Linked DNA regions of Anser cygnoides: region 1 is linked to region 2. The links are chromatin contacts, called in public Hi-C maps. All regions are on one chromosome and are shown on one strand. Each heading gives the region's core, a stretch centred on a gene start, on an enhancer-like site or on the middle of the called end of the contact. The rest is flanking DNA. Distances are from core to core; before and after follow the strand shown. Region 1 overlaps RGS8 (regulator of G protein signaling 8). Region 2 holds the start of RXRG (retinoid X receptor gamma).

What was found. Hi-C and Micro-C count contacts between places; a contact is called where the count stands out from the background.
Region 1: a Hi-C map of liver shows a contact between it and region 2, with 1.6 times the contacts expected there. The contact joins the enhancer-like site here to the promoter of RXRG in region 2. A contact is called at or near these places in 2 of 7 Hi-C or Micro-C datasets (both in liver).

Annotation. Positions count from the first base shown.
Region 1 is chr8:11,698,779-11,705,133 of Taihu_goose_T2T_genome, reverse strand. It overlaps RGS8 (regulator of G protein signaling 8), which reads right to left. Exons shown (of 14, transcript XR_010833128.1): 3 at 2,883-3,019; 4 at 1,804-1,889; 5 at 590-732. Among named protein-coding and RNA genes, the nearest start is that of RGS8, 11 kb to the right of the region's middle. Within about 2 kb of position 3,348, at least 2 of the 3 cell types and tissues checked have open chromatin away from gene starts, as enhancers often do. A contact at or near this core is called in liver, where this site is marked.
Region 2 is chr8:11,170,513-11,176,184 of Taihu_goose_T2T_genome, reverse strand. It overlaps RXRG (retinoid X receptor gamma), which reads right to left and starts at 2,612. Exons shown (of 10, transcript XM_013190163.3): 1 at 2,477-2,612. The coding sequence starts at 2,573.

The DNA.
Region 1 (6,355 bases), core at 2,099-4,598, 530 kb before region 2:
TAGGACCCACAACCATGTCTCCTTACTTCCCCTGCAACGGAATTAAGAAGCTGAGATCTGACACTATGCCTAAACCCTGACCACTGCCCCACCACAGACAGACCCCAGCAGCAGCAGGGCTGGATCCCTTTAGGCTGGCTGAAGAAGGGAGTAATATCACTGGAGAACAGATTCCTGCGTACCCCCTACAGTCCTGCACATCTATAGTACTTCAGTAATAAATCCAACCAGAGTCTCAGCAGACGTAAATCAGTTTTCTTACACCCCAGGGCTGGGAGATTTCTTAGTGACATCCATTCTCTACAGGGCTGTTTTTTTCTACAGATACTGTAGCACAATCTCCCAGTGCATTTTTAGTAGGGGGGAAAAAGCCAGCTTTGTGTAGGGGAAAAAAAAAAAAAAAGACAACCACATCTGTATTTTCTGGGTAGTGAGCAACCATCTGCTCTGTGCTCCAAAGCATGCAGCCAACCTTCCAGTCTCCAGGACATGCAGGAAGCCTCACAGCCTGCCAGGAAGGCAGACCCTCCGGCATCCTCGCAGCCACACAGCTGGGGTCTGACTTTCCCCGGGGGAAAGGACAAGGCACCTCGGATGGTGTTTGCAATGAGATGTCCAGGACTTCACAGGGCTGTGCCACTCGCAGGGGGACACTCGGCACCATCGTTCATCACCACCGTGAAGGCGTTGTACGGGCAGGGACCGCTTCTCCCAGTTGAGCCAGGACTCCAGCTGCATGTGAAAAATCAGATGGCTTGTTTTGTATGCATGTGAAAGCCTAAACTTAGCAGGCAAGATGTTAATTCGCAGGGAAAATAGGCCATATTTATGTAACTGTGAAAAGCTGCAGTGAAGGTTACAGATCCAATGAGAGAGGAGCATATGTACAGCACTAACGACAAACACCGCTACTCACCCTGCTTTGTCAAGAGCTCCAGCAACTGCATATTCATCACCCTACACCCCAGAGAACCAGCTCTGAGGCCTTGCAGGCTAAGAATAGAAGTCTCATTGTGTTTTCTCCTCCGTGGCCCAGGTTTTGTCCAGGATTAGAGGCACCGGGGTGTGGAAGCCCGGCTGAACAAGCACTGCAAACGGCAGCGTCCGTGTATGCCTGCGCGCAGTGCAGAGCTCGCAGCTCAGCAGGGGTGGGTAATGCTGAATAAAGGGTGAATTCATTCACAGCCATGCAGGATGGCATTAGTGCCGGGCCTCTGCTCACAGAGACATCCCCTGTGGTGGATGGGGCACTCACAAAACACGAGTCCCTTGTGCATAAACAAAACCCAGGCATCTTTCGAAGCAGGCGGCTGGAGAAATGCCATTACTGACATTAGCAGCTCCTGGATGTAAAATCTGATGGCTTGGATCCACCGCAGAAATCCCGGTTCCTGCAGGGGCCAGACAGCTTCACTGATAGTCCACCTACCCACAACAGTTCTCTCCCCTTATACACACACACACTGCCATACTTGAATTGTGTCATGGAATGACATGGAAATATTAACAGAGCTAGTCATTCAGGTGTCTTTCAGATGTCCCACACACCGAAAGGTCTTTTAGCTCCAGATATTGCTACAGGGTAGTGCTGGCATCGGTGGGAAACTGCATAATAGTGCTATTTCTATGGCTTTGAGTTTGTGACCCTGGGACTCTGGTAAAGCCAGAGTGACTAACAGACCTTGAAAATGGAAGGAAATGTAAATTTGCTCTCATAGGGAAACCAAGACAAAAAGCATTGAATTTTAACTGCTTGTGTAGCCACTTGTCCCTGATCTTGGGGCCGTGTTCCTGGACACCTACCTGAAAGTAGCAGGGAATTATTTCCAGAGAGGTTGGCGAGCCAGGGTTTTCACTGTCTTTAAGCAGAGTCCAAGCCAGGGGCAGTACTGAACAAAGGCATCAACAACAAAGGCATCAGACCCTCTGGAGAAGGTCTTTCTAGCTAGAACATCACATAACAGAGAGCTCTTTTGGGAAAGGACTCTCAAAATAACCTCTGTCTCTTCTAATGTAAATGCTCCTGGGAGCAATACTCTTTGTAAAGAGTTTCTGGAGAAAGTCTTAAAAAAAACCAACCCTCCCATTAATTCTGTATTTACCCTTGCTGCAGTGTTAACACACAGAGCCCAGAGGAGAGCCATCATCTTCCAGTACTCTTTCCTAATCACAGCTGAGAAGGATATAACAATGTTCCTGCTGCTCTCTCATTTCCTCTGGCTGTAGCTCATTGCTCGTTCAAACTAACCCACTGCGAGCAGCAACTCTGCAAAATGCATTTTGGAGTCATCATCTGGCTTTGCGGTGCACAACAACAGGGGACTTGCCATCTGTTGCTGTTTGTTTAGCCCTTTTGTTAGTGAGCTAACATCTGGGAAAACTGCTGAGCCCCTGTTTAAGAAGCGGTGTGCTTGCAGAGGAGACGTGCATGCCTTTGCCCTCTGTGAAAGATGGTGCGATCTGGGTACCATTTGTTTCTTGGGCCTCTTGTTCTTTGCCAAGTCATCCCCCTTCGGTGCCCAGAGTGTTGCGTTTAGATGTTCTCATGACACTGGCTAAGATCAATCAGCACAGTCCAGCCATTTGACCCTGAGAACTGGCTTGCGTGCCTGGAAAGCCACATGCTAGCTCCAACTAAGCACCTGCAGATTAATTCCTCTTTCAGATGTCTAGCACTGCAGCCCAGCAAAACCCAGAACCACACTGTGAGGCAACAAAGTCCCTTTTAAGCAGCCAGGAGTTTGGAAGATCTGTCTCCTGTGGGACTAGGAAGGCAGGCAATGCGGCCTCAGACCCAACACCAGCAGTGGGATGGGGCTGGATCTGGTGCTTGAGGTTGGCTCTTACCTATTCCCTCCCCTGCCACCTAACCCATCACTCACATCAACACTGCTAGCTGTTTAGTCTTCAGAAACACTGCCTCCAGGATCGGGGATGGTGTAATCCTCTGTAGCCTTCTGCCTCTCCTTGAAGAGGTTCAACAGTGTCCAATGACCTAGCTTCAACGCAGCCCAGCTCTCTAAAATTGGGGGAGGAAATTGTTAAGCTGTGGGAAAAGCCATAAAACAGAGCTATGCAAGATAAAACAGTTACAGGACTGTTACAACAGCGAAAGTCAGTAGCTCAGTCAAGAGGAAAAACACAAACGTTGAAAATTCTATAGGAAGTAATCACGGAGGTGAAAAACAGCAATGGGATCTGCCTGTTCCACTAGGGATCTGCTGCAGGGAGCACCCAGACCAACCCTTTCCCTCCTGGCAATGCCTATGTGGCCAGCGAAGACTCTGTGGATGGCTTACGGAGAGGAGGGTGGACGCATACTAATGCTGAGTGTAGCAGATGACGTGTTAAAGCCATCAAGCTGTATTTATTAGCCAGGTTGTGCACATCCTGCCTGCAGTCTCTCTATGCATGACTAAAGATGCCCGAACAAGGTGACCCAGAGAGACTGGGCTGTATTTCAGGAATTTACACCTAGCACATCTGCCTTTGCAAAGACACTGCCCGACACTATTTGAAGCCACGCATGCAATAGCCCTCTTGGAAAACATCAACATCTGCTAAACAAGACAGCCGAGTGGCCAAATAAAAAACTAACTGCCAAAGGACAAGAGCATAACAGGTCACTCCTCATGAACCCTGCAGAGGCCAGGAATCAAGCTTTGGGAAAGCAGCACGTGACACCAGAGAGGGAACCCAATTTCCCCACAGAGCACTCTCGCATCAGCCTGCCTTCCCCGCTCTCAAGCAGGAGAAAACAGCTCTGTTTCAGTGGGAATCATTCAACACCCAAGTCATGAGGCAGCAGGCAAGCAGTTTTGCTCTTGCCAGCCCAGAAGCACAGATCGAGGAATTACAGCAGCACACACGTTCTCTTCAAGGGCACAGCTCCAGCCCCCGATTCAGGTACTGTAGCCGAAACCGCATCACGCTGAGCGGAACGAAGAGATTGCAACACGTGTTTTGCTGTCTGCATTTCTGTTTACACCCCAGCACGATATTTGCTTTTTCACAACAGGACAAGTTTTGTTGACTCATGTTTAGCTTCTGACCCAGTATAAACACCAGCAGTTTCTACTGTCAGAACAGCCGCCCCTCTGATGCTGCCTATAGAGCTGATTTTCTCCCCTCTAAGTGAAGCAACCTGCTTTTATCTTTGTTGTATGGCCTCCTAGTTTCTCCATTTGTCAAGGTTTGAACCCTAGCTGTATTCCTCTCCCAATAACCTACAGATTCTCCAGCTACCAAATCTGCACTAGCTTCACATAATCAGTACATGAAGCTCCATTCTTTATTTACCACCCAAGACTGAAAGAAACGTTTCTGGGACAATCACCTGAAATACATCATTTTAGCATCATCCAACCGTTTTGTACCCGGTTTCATTTAGAGCCAGCATTAGGTACGACTATGCCAAAAAGACCTAGCATATTGTCATGAACTGCCTCTCCCATAGCAAGAAGACCTTTTATTTTGCTTTGCTTTACTTGTCCAACACCTTCCAGACTGCTTTTGTTTCTTTTTTTTTTTCTTCTGCAAAGGATAATTAAACTGATCTGTAATTACCTTGGCCCTCTATTATTTCTAGAGACTGCATGACCTTTTTGGCACTCGGGTGCTCCTCACCTATCCAGCGTAATTTGTCAGAGAGACCATAAATGATTCTGAAATCACTTCAGCTAGCTCTTTAATAAAATTCCTGACACCCAGACAGCCTGAGACCACCCAGTTTCCCAAGAACACCCTTGAATATGTTTTTTCTCTATGCTGAGATCTCACTATTAGTTGTTACTACCAACAGTGCTAGTCTCTCACTTCCTTCTCTTGAGCTTTTTTTTTTTTTTTAACAACTACAGTGAAAAAAAATAAAACATTAAACATTTTGGCCTTCTGAACGTTTTTTCCAACAGGTCTTTCTGTTCCTGTGATTATCCCCCATGTACATTATTAATATGAGGAGGACCAAGGGAAATGCTGATCTGCTCATTTGCAGTGCTTACCGAGACTACTGAAAGGACGGGTTGTCAGCCATAACAAGTATTTTTTATATTAAGGGATCATGACAAAGCAAAAAGCATTTGTCCTGCGGGCTTAGAGATATAAACTAATCCCACTGCTACAAAGGGAGAATTGTGGTTATTCATTTATTAGAGGTTCCTGCCACCAAAGGCACACTTCCTTGGCTCGAGAAGCAAGCTCTGAGCTAGGCAGCCTTAAAGAAACCAAGCTGTAAGGCTGAAATAGAAACCCAGAAAAAAAAAAGTAAGCCTCATTTGGCCATGCAAGCCATGTAGCACAGTCCAACACACTATCTACCAAAGGAGCTGAGAAATTACAAGGAAAAAAAGAAATCACTGACAACTATTAAGATGAATCAACAGAGAGAAATAGGATTCAAAAGCATCTGCAACATCAAAGCTTTGCAACAGAAACTCTCCCTTCAGCCAGTGGCAAATAAAAGGGACCGTCTGTTGTCTGTAATGTTCTCAGTGAACATCAGAAGAATGAGCAGCAGTGTGCTATACTGGTACTGCCAAGGAAAAAATTTAAGCACACAAAACACTTACTACAATATGCATATGGATGTAAAGGGGAAGTGAACATCTCTATATAGAGATATATACACACAGTCTAGGCAGGGAAACCTTAAGGTTTCCTGAAAGCAAGAGTATTTGAGTAAGAAAATAAAGAACAGGAAATTATCTTAGAGACGCACTTCAGTAAGATCTCAGCCTTAACAATTCAATTACAATGTCGATACATCCACGGAAGCACATGGCTTTTAACAACAGTCAATGGTTAGTTAAAGACAGGCAATGCCCTGAAAGGAGATTTGGATAAACTCACGGAGATGCCAGGAAGCAATGCCTCCAGAAGTCCCTGCCTGGGGCTGCAGCAGGGAGTGTAGTGACTAAGGGAATCAGGAGTCATCCACAGACATAAGAAATTTGAGACATTAGCATAAACAATCCTGGCTCCTGGGAGGAAAAAAAGCAAACAAAAAAACCCTAGAGCAGTTCAAAAGCACGGTCAAGTGAAATGCAAATGCTGCCAAAGAGTTCATGGAAGTATTAAGCTCAGTTACAAACATTTATTATGCAGTAGCACCATGTTCACCTCCTGAATGTTTAAAGTGAGGCGTGTTAAGCAACTCACCCTCCTGATCGCCCTTGTTGTTTCTTCTTTTGTGACATCAGGGGTGAATACAGCCCTTGGCAGACTTTGGTGAGACTTCTCATCCTTGATTTTACTTATGCTCCAGGTCTACTTAATAAATAAACGAACACTATACACAGATTTTCATGTAAATCCCATTTTCTGTCTATGAACTGTTAAAATGCATACAAATTTCTGT
Region 2 (5,672 bases), core at 1,363-3,862:
AGCAGTGATCTCCTGGCTCCCAAACTTCAACGCAGAAGTTTCTTCCTCATGCAAAAGCCAGCTCCAAGCTTCACCAGCTGAAGAGGACCCTTTTGTCCCCTGAACAGGCAGCATCTCCCTGAAGTGTTTTCAGGCATGCGTGAGTTCAGCTTTAAGGAAGACAAAGGCAGGCCAGCCCTGCACCCAGGGAAGGCTGCTGGTCCCTGCCATAAACCAGTCATCACCACAAAGTTCAGGGTGAATTTTCAGAGCTGTCAAAGGGGAGAGGGGGCAGAACCCGCAGCCGTGCTTCAAAAGGTCAGCTGGGAAAAGTCGGGGGGGGGAGGACACGCACTTTATTGACAGATGCAGAGTGGAAGGGGCCAACCTGTGAGTACCTGCAAGCTGTTTTTGGCAGCGCACGCAAGACTTCAACTCTGGGCTCTGTTGGCTGTAGCCAGTGACGAATCCTTCATGGCTCGTTTTCTGACAACAGGGGCTGGGGATAAAGCCTGAGACTGGGACTGGGGCCGAGCACCAGGCAGGCTTCCTTCATCCCAAGGGATGAGAGCAGGCCAGTGGGATTGAGGGCTTTCTGGCTCTCATGATACAAATCAGCTCTTTAGGTCTCTGAGCCTTGGACACCGCTCCCTGTCCTTCACTTACACGCACACCTATTTGTCCAGGGTTCCGTAAGAAACGGAGCCGTCAGCACCCAGGAATATACTTGCAGTTTCTCAAGTATACAGTGAATCACCCCCGTAAAAAGGCAGGGAATCTTGCAAAACTGATGGATTCAGGCCATGCAGGTCACAGGGTGCCAAGCCCTGTCCCAGGCAGGGCAGGAAGCTCGACAGAAGGAACACATCTGGTTTCTTTCCTGGCTCACCTTGCAGACGATGGTGCTAAAACCTTCAGGGCAGACATTAGCAAAGGTAGGTGACAGCGGGGCATGCAGGCAGCTGATAAACCTAGGGCAGCTGTGCTCTGCCTGGACTTTTGGGGGCAATCCCCACCCAGGCCAGCTTTGGGTTTGGATTCCCAGGATTCAGCCCTGTAGTGCAAAGAGACTGGCTGATGATGCCTTGGCACCGGGCTGCCCTCGGTTGGGGCACTCACTGCATGCCCGAGCACACGGGTGGCAGCACCAGCAGCACCCCCCACCTATCTGCTGCACCACATCGGGGTTATTTGCAGCACCCCATAATTCCTGGGCGAAACAGTGCGTCCACCTGCTGCTGCAGCTGTTATTAACGGCCAGGAAAATCGATTCCAGCGTTGTGCCACTGGCTTACCCGATAGACAGGAATCATCCGAACAATGTATCATCTGATGCTAATTAAATTCCATATCGATACGGATACATGACATATATTTACTAAGCAAGAAGCAAGAGACATTGCTGTTTTAAATCTTATGTGACTTGGAAATATATAAAGGCAACTCAATATATTCCCCGTGCTCAGGATATGGTTGTACATATACCGTAAAGAGCTCACATGCAGTGGAGGTAGTGAAATACATTGGGTCAGTTCGAAACACAAACTAGGTTCAAACAAATCTGAAATGAACAAGATTATTTTGACAATTTCTAGTGGAATTCTCAACATCAATTCTCTCTCTCTCCATACATACACATATATATGGAAATGTATATGTATATATGCACACACATATTAAATACATTTGACCAAATATTTATCCAAGGAGACTTTCAGTTTTTGGAGAAACAGCCCTTTGTTAAAAGACTTATTCTCAAAGAAAATTCATGACTAACTTTACGCTTAACTTCCACCCATCCTTTATTAACCTTTATGAGCTGATCCCCACAACTCCTTTAATATGAGCCGTTGCAGGCCTCAACCCTACGTGCAGTGTCCCTTTCCACACCCTGAATGCCCTCCACTTCAGGAGGAAAGCACAGACTCACAGAAAACAGGTCTGGAAGGGACCTGGTAAGCTCCTCTCACCCATCTTCCTCCCCAAATCAGGACATGGGGCGGTCAGTGATGGAGCTGCCACCTCCTCCCCAGCCCAGCTGTCCCTTCATATCTCCTCCACTCCGTTAAATAGTTCTTCCCAGTGCCTAACCTGTTTCTTCCCTCCTACATCAGAAGTTCATCATTTTATAACTTGCCCCTGGTGTTGAAGACTTCTGCTGCTCCTCTCTCCTCTCCTCACTGAGCAGCAGTAGCTGCTCAGCCTTTCTTTGAAAGCCCTGACCTCCAGCCCTCCCACCATCCTTGAGACTGACTTTCCTGCAGATCCACGTGGCTGCGCCTCACAAAGACAAGTCCCCTACACCTGCTATCAGAACTGTACCTCTCCTCGTCAAGCTCAAGAAGAAACTATTGCTGAAGGAACAGGAGAGAGCAGTAGAGCGGTTTCTTTCCAAAACCTGCACCTGAATTAAATTCCCATTGAGGCTCAGCCCAGCTGGCATCCCGCATTGCAGCTCAGCACGACCTATTCGCACGAGGACAAAGCAAGGACTTACAGAAGTGAGGGAAGGAGCCCGTCTCCAGGGAATAAGGAGCCTGCGTGCCCGGCTGCATTTCCAACCTGCGTCCTGGCTCTTCAGAGGACTCAACCATGAAGGGAGGTTTGGGATCAGCTCTCCCATCCACGCTGGGCTGTTGGAGAAGGAGAGGATCAGAAAGAAAGGAGTGTTTGTGCATGACACAGCAGCATCCTCACGATCTGTCCTAAGTTACAAATTTACCTCCCAGACCTTGACCAGGGCTGGGGTTTCCTGTGTTTGCTCTTGGGCTCCTGTCCCTTTGGACAACAGGAGGTGTTGCAATGCCGGGGGGAGGGCTGGCTGCGAAAGGCTGCGCGACACAAAGGAGATGGTCCAAAGCAGCTCTGCTGAGAATTTGCCTCCTGGAAGCAATTCCTTTTCTAAACCTGGCTTCTGATGGAAGAAAACCAAGCAAACAACTGTCATCCCATCATGAGCAGCCTTGGGTTGTACCCAGCCTGTCTGACTTCAGACTGCGATAGCTGCTGTCCTTTGAACTCTTATCACAGCTCCATAAGTCGCCCATCTCGGTTCTGCTTTCCTCCTCCTCTCTTCTTTTCTCTCTGCCAGGTGCCCTTTTTTCTCCCATCTGCAAACATCCTCACTCTACAAGATAAAAAACTTTGCAGTTAGGAAAGTAATGGTGCTAGCCACCTTGCTGCTGGACTCCGGGGGAGACCAGGCATAGCTGGCTTTTGCCTCAGAGAAGCTGTCTGAGGACTGTGGGGGCAGGTGACAGGGGAGAAATGTCCTACATGCATTCCTGCGCCATGTCCTTGGCTGTGTACAGGTGACCTGGACAGACCCTTGTCTCCAGAAGGCTTTCAGAAGACAACCAGCCTGTGCTGCAACCAGTTTTTCTTGTGCTGAAGTTTGAGCCCCTGGCTCTGTCTCTGTGCCTGCTTATCTCTGTTACACTCTCAAACCCTGCGTGGGCGTCTGCCTGCATCTTCCCTCCGCGTTTCGATTTTGCTAGTCCTGATGGAGAGGAGCTACGAGCAGATGGAGAGGAGCTACAAGCAAACAACATTCCTCTCCCCTGTCTGCACTGATAATCTCGGGAACTCATCTCCTCTGTGCTCCCCTCCAGGCTGTGTCAACATCGCCGGGGTTGCGGAGGGCAGGATTGCACCGACTGTGCTGCCCCATCCCGTACGCCGTGTGCTGCCCGGCCCAGCACACCGCACCGAGAATATTCCTCTGGGGGATGAGTCAGAGCTGTGAGGGGTTTGTAAACCCCTCCCTCTCCTGGATTTCTCCATATTTACAGCAACAAAGCACGCAGGTCCCAGAGTGCAAAGTGATCTTGAGACTTCTCCTTCCAGAGGCTTTCAGAAACCAGAGGCCCTGCATTGCTGTCATCCCCTCAGATCATCAAACAGAGCATTGCTAAAGCCAAGGTGGACCACAAAGCCTCTTCCACATCAGTGCCAACCACTGGGACATCTCCCACAGGAGAAACAGCCCCAGGGAGTCCAGGCAGACAGAGCTAGCAGGGATGTCAAAGTGCTGGTTTGACTTTGCTTGCATATTCAGGGAACTCCTAATCTGAAAAGGCAGCAAATTCCCCAAATTCATGTTCTCATGGACGTGAAACCCTGTAGGGATGTCCAGATTGGAGCCAGGACGTGAGAAAAGAGACATGGAAAGACGAGGCACCCTGTGGCATCAGCTCTGGGCCTCTCTAGGAACCAGAGAAACCCCGAAAGCTGTCTGCTGTCTCTTCTCACAACAGGCATTTCCCCTCTTCCATCCTTAAACTGCCATGGGTGAGATGGAGCCAAACTCCCCTTTCTTTTACCCGGGAAGGACCGTCCAGCACCCAGAGCAGTAGTGCAGGGCTCCAGGTCCTCTCAGCCCTACCACTGACCTTGCAGATGCACTCCGGTTTGCTGCCCCAGTGCCCACAGACTGCAAGACTTCCCTGCCCTGAGCTGCTGCGCCCGGATCCCTCTCATGTTCCCTTCCCCTTCCTCAGACCAAACATACAGCAGCAGATGCCAGAGAGCGGAGCCACCCCAGAAATCAGGCTGCGGTGTTAGGTGACACGGCTTTAATATGCGACAGGAGCCAGAAGAAAGGCTGCTATGAAACACTGCTCCCTCAAAATCAGAAACCTCCACGCAGAGCACTTTGTGTGGCTGTGAGCAGGAGTAGCAGGGACGCGAACTCTGCCTGCGAGCACACAAAGGAGCTGAATCAATGTCCTGATGATACAGCCCAGCAAAATAAGCTAATGATGGACAGGACTGCAGGTTTTCATATGTGAGGGAAGGATTTACAGTGATACCAAAGGAATTATTTCAGCCCCGCAGTGGCAATACCCACCCGCTTCCTTATTATATTTTATTGATCTTGCCCTAAATACATGTGGCTGGAGGAAATGATGCATAAATTACTAACGAGTTAATTTCTTGCTCCAACACAGACTCACAACAGCCCTTTGAAGGGGAACCAGGAAAGACAATGTGTGAAAGGATAAAGGCAATGAGACAAGCTTGGATGTAATAATCCCATGTGAATGATTATTGCTGCAACTAATGTAATCTAATAATGAAGAATTTACGCCAGATGTCCCCCAGAATATGCCAGGCAGACTCGGGATTCAGCAGTGGATCCATTTCTAAGGAAACCTTGTTAGGAGGAAAAAAAATGCTGTTGTTTGTTTGTTTGTTTTTGTCAAGCAAGAGGCTGTAGACCTTTACAGATGGAGTCACAATAAAAGCATGCCGTGCAAAGCTTCCTGGGAGCATGTTCATTAGGCCTGATTGCAAATTTGTTTTCAGGTGAAGTTGAAGATGTTGGGTTTAGCTTATACAGCTCCTAACAATCTGGGACCAGCCTGTTTCAAAAGCCAGCCCTTGCCCCAAGCCAGAGCTGACACCAGGGTTTCCCCTGCGTCTCCCTAGGGTGTGGAAGGAGGCGCTGGGAGGGCAAGTGAATGAAGAGTGGAAAATCACCTCCTTTTTTTTGTTTTCAACTTGCATCCTTCCTGCTCCCAAAGGATCCTGGACAAGAGCTCCATCCCTGTCCCAGGGCACAATATAACCCATACAGCCCTTCCTCCTCACACGCTGCAGCATATAGGGACACCACATAGAAGGGAAAACACAGAGAGCTCTGCACCAGAGGTGCACCATGGCGAAGCCATGCTGCAGTGTAATAGGACCAA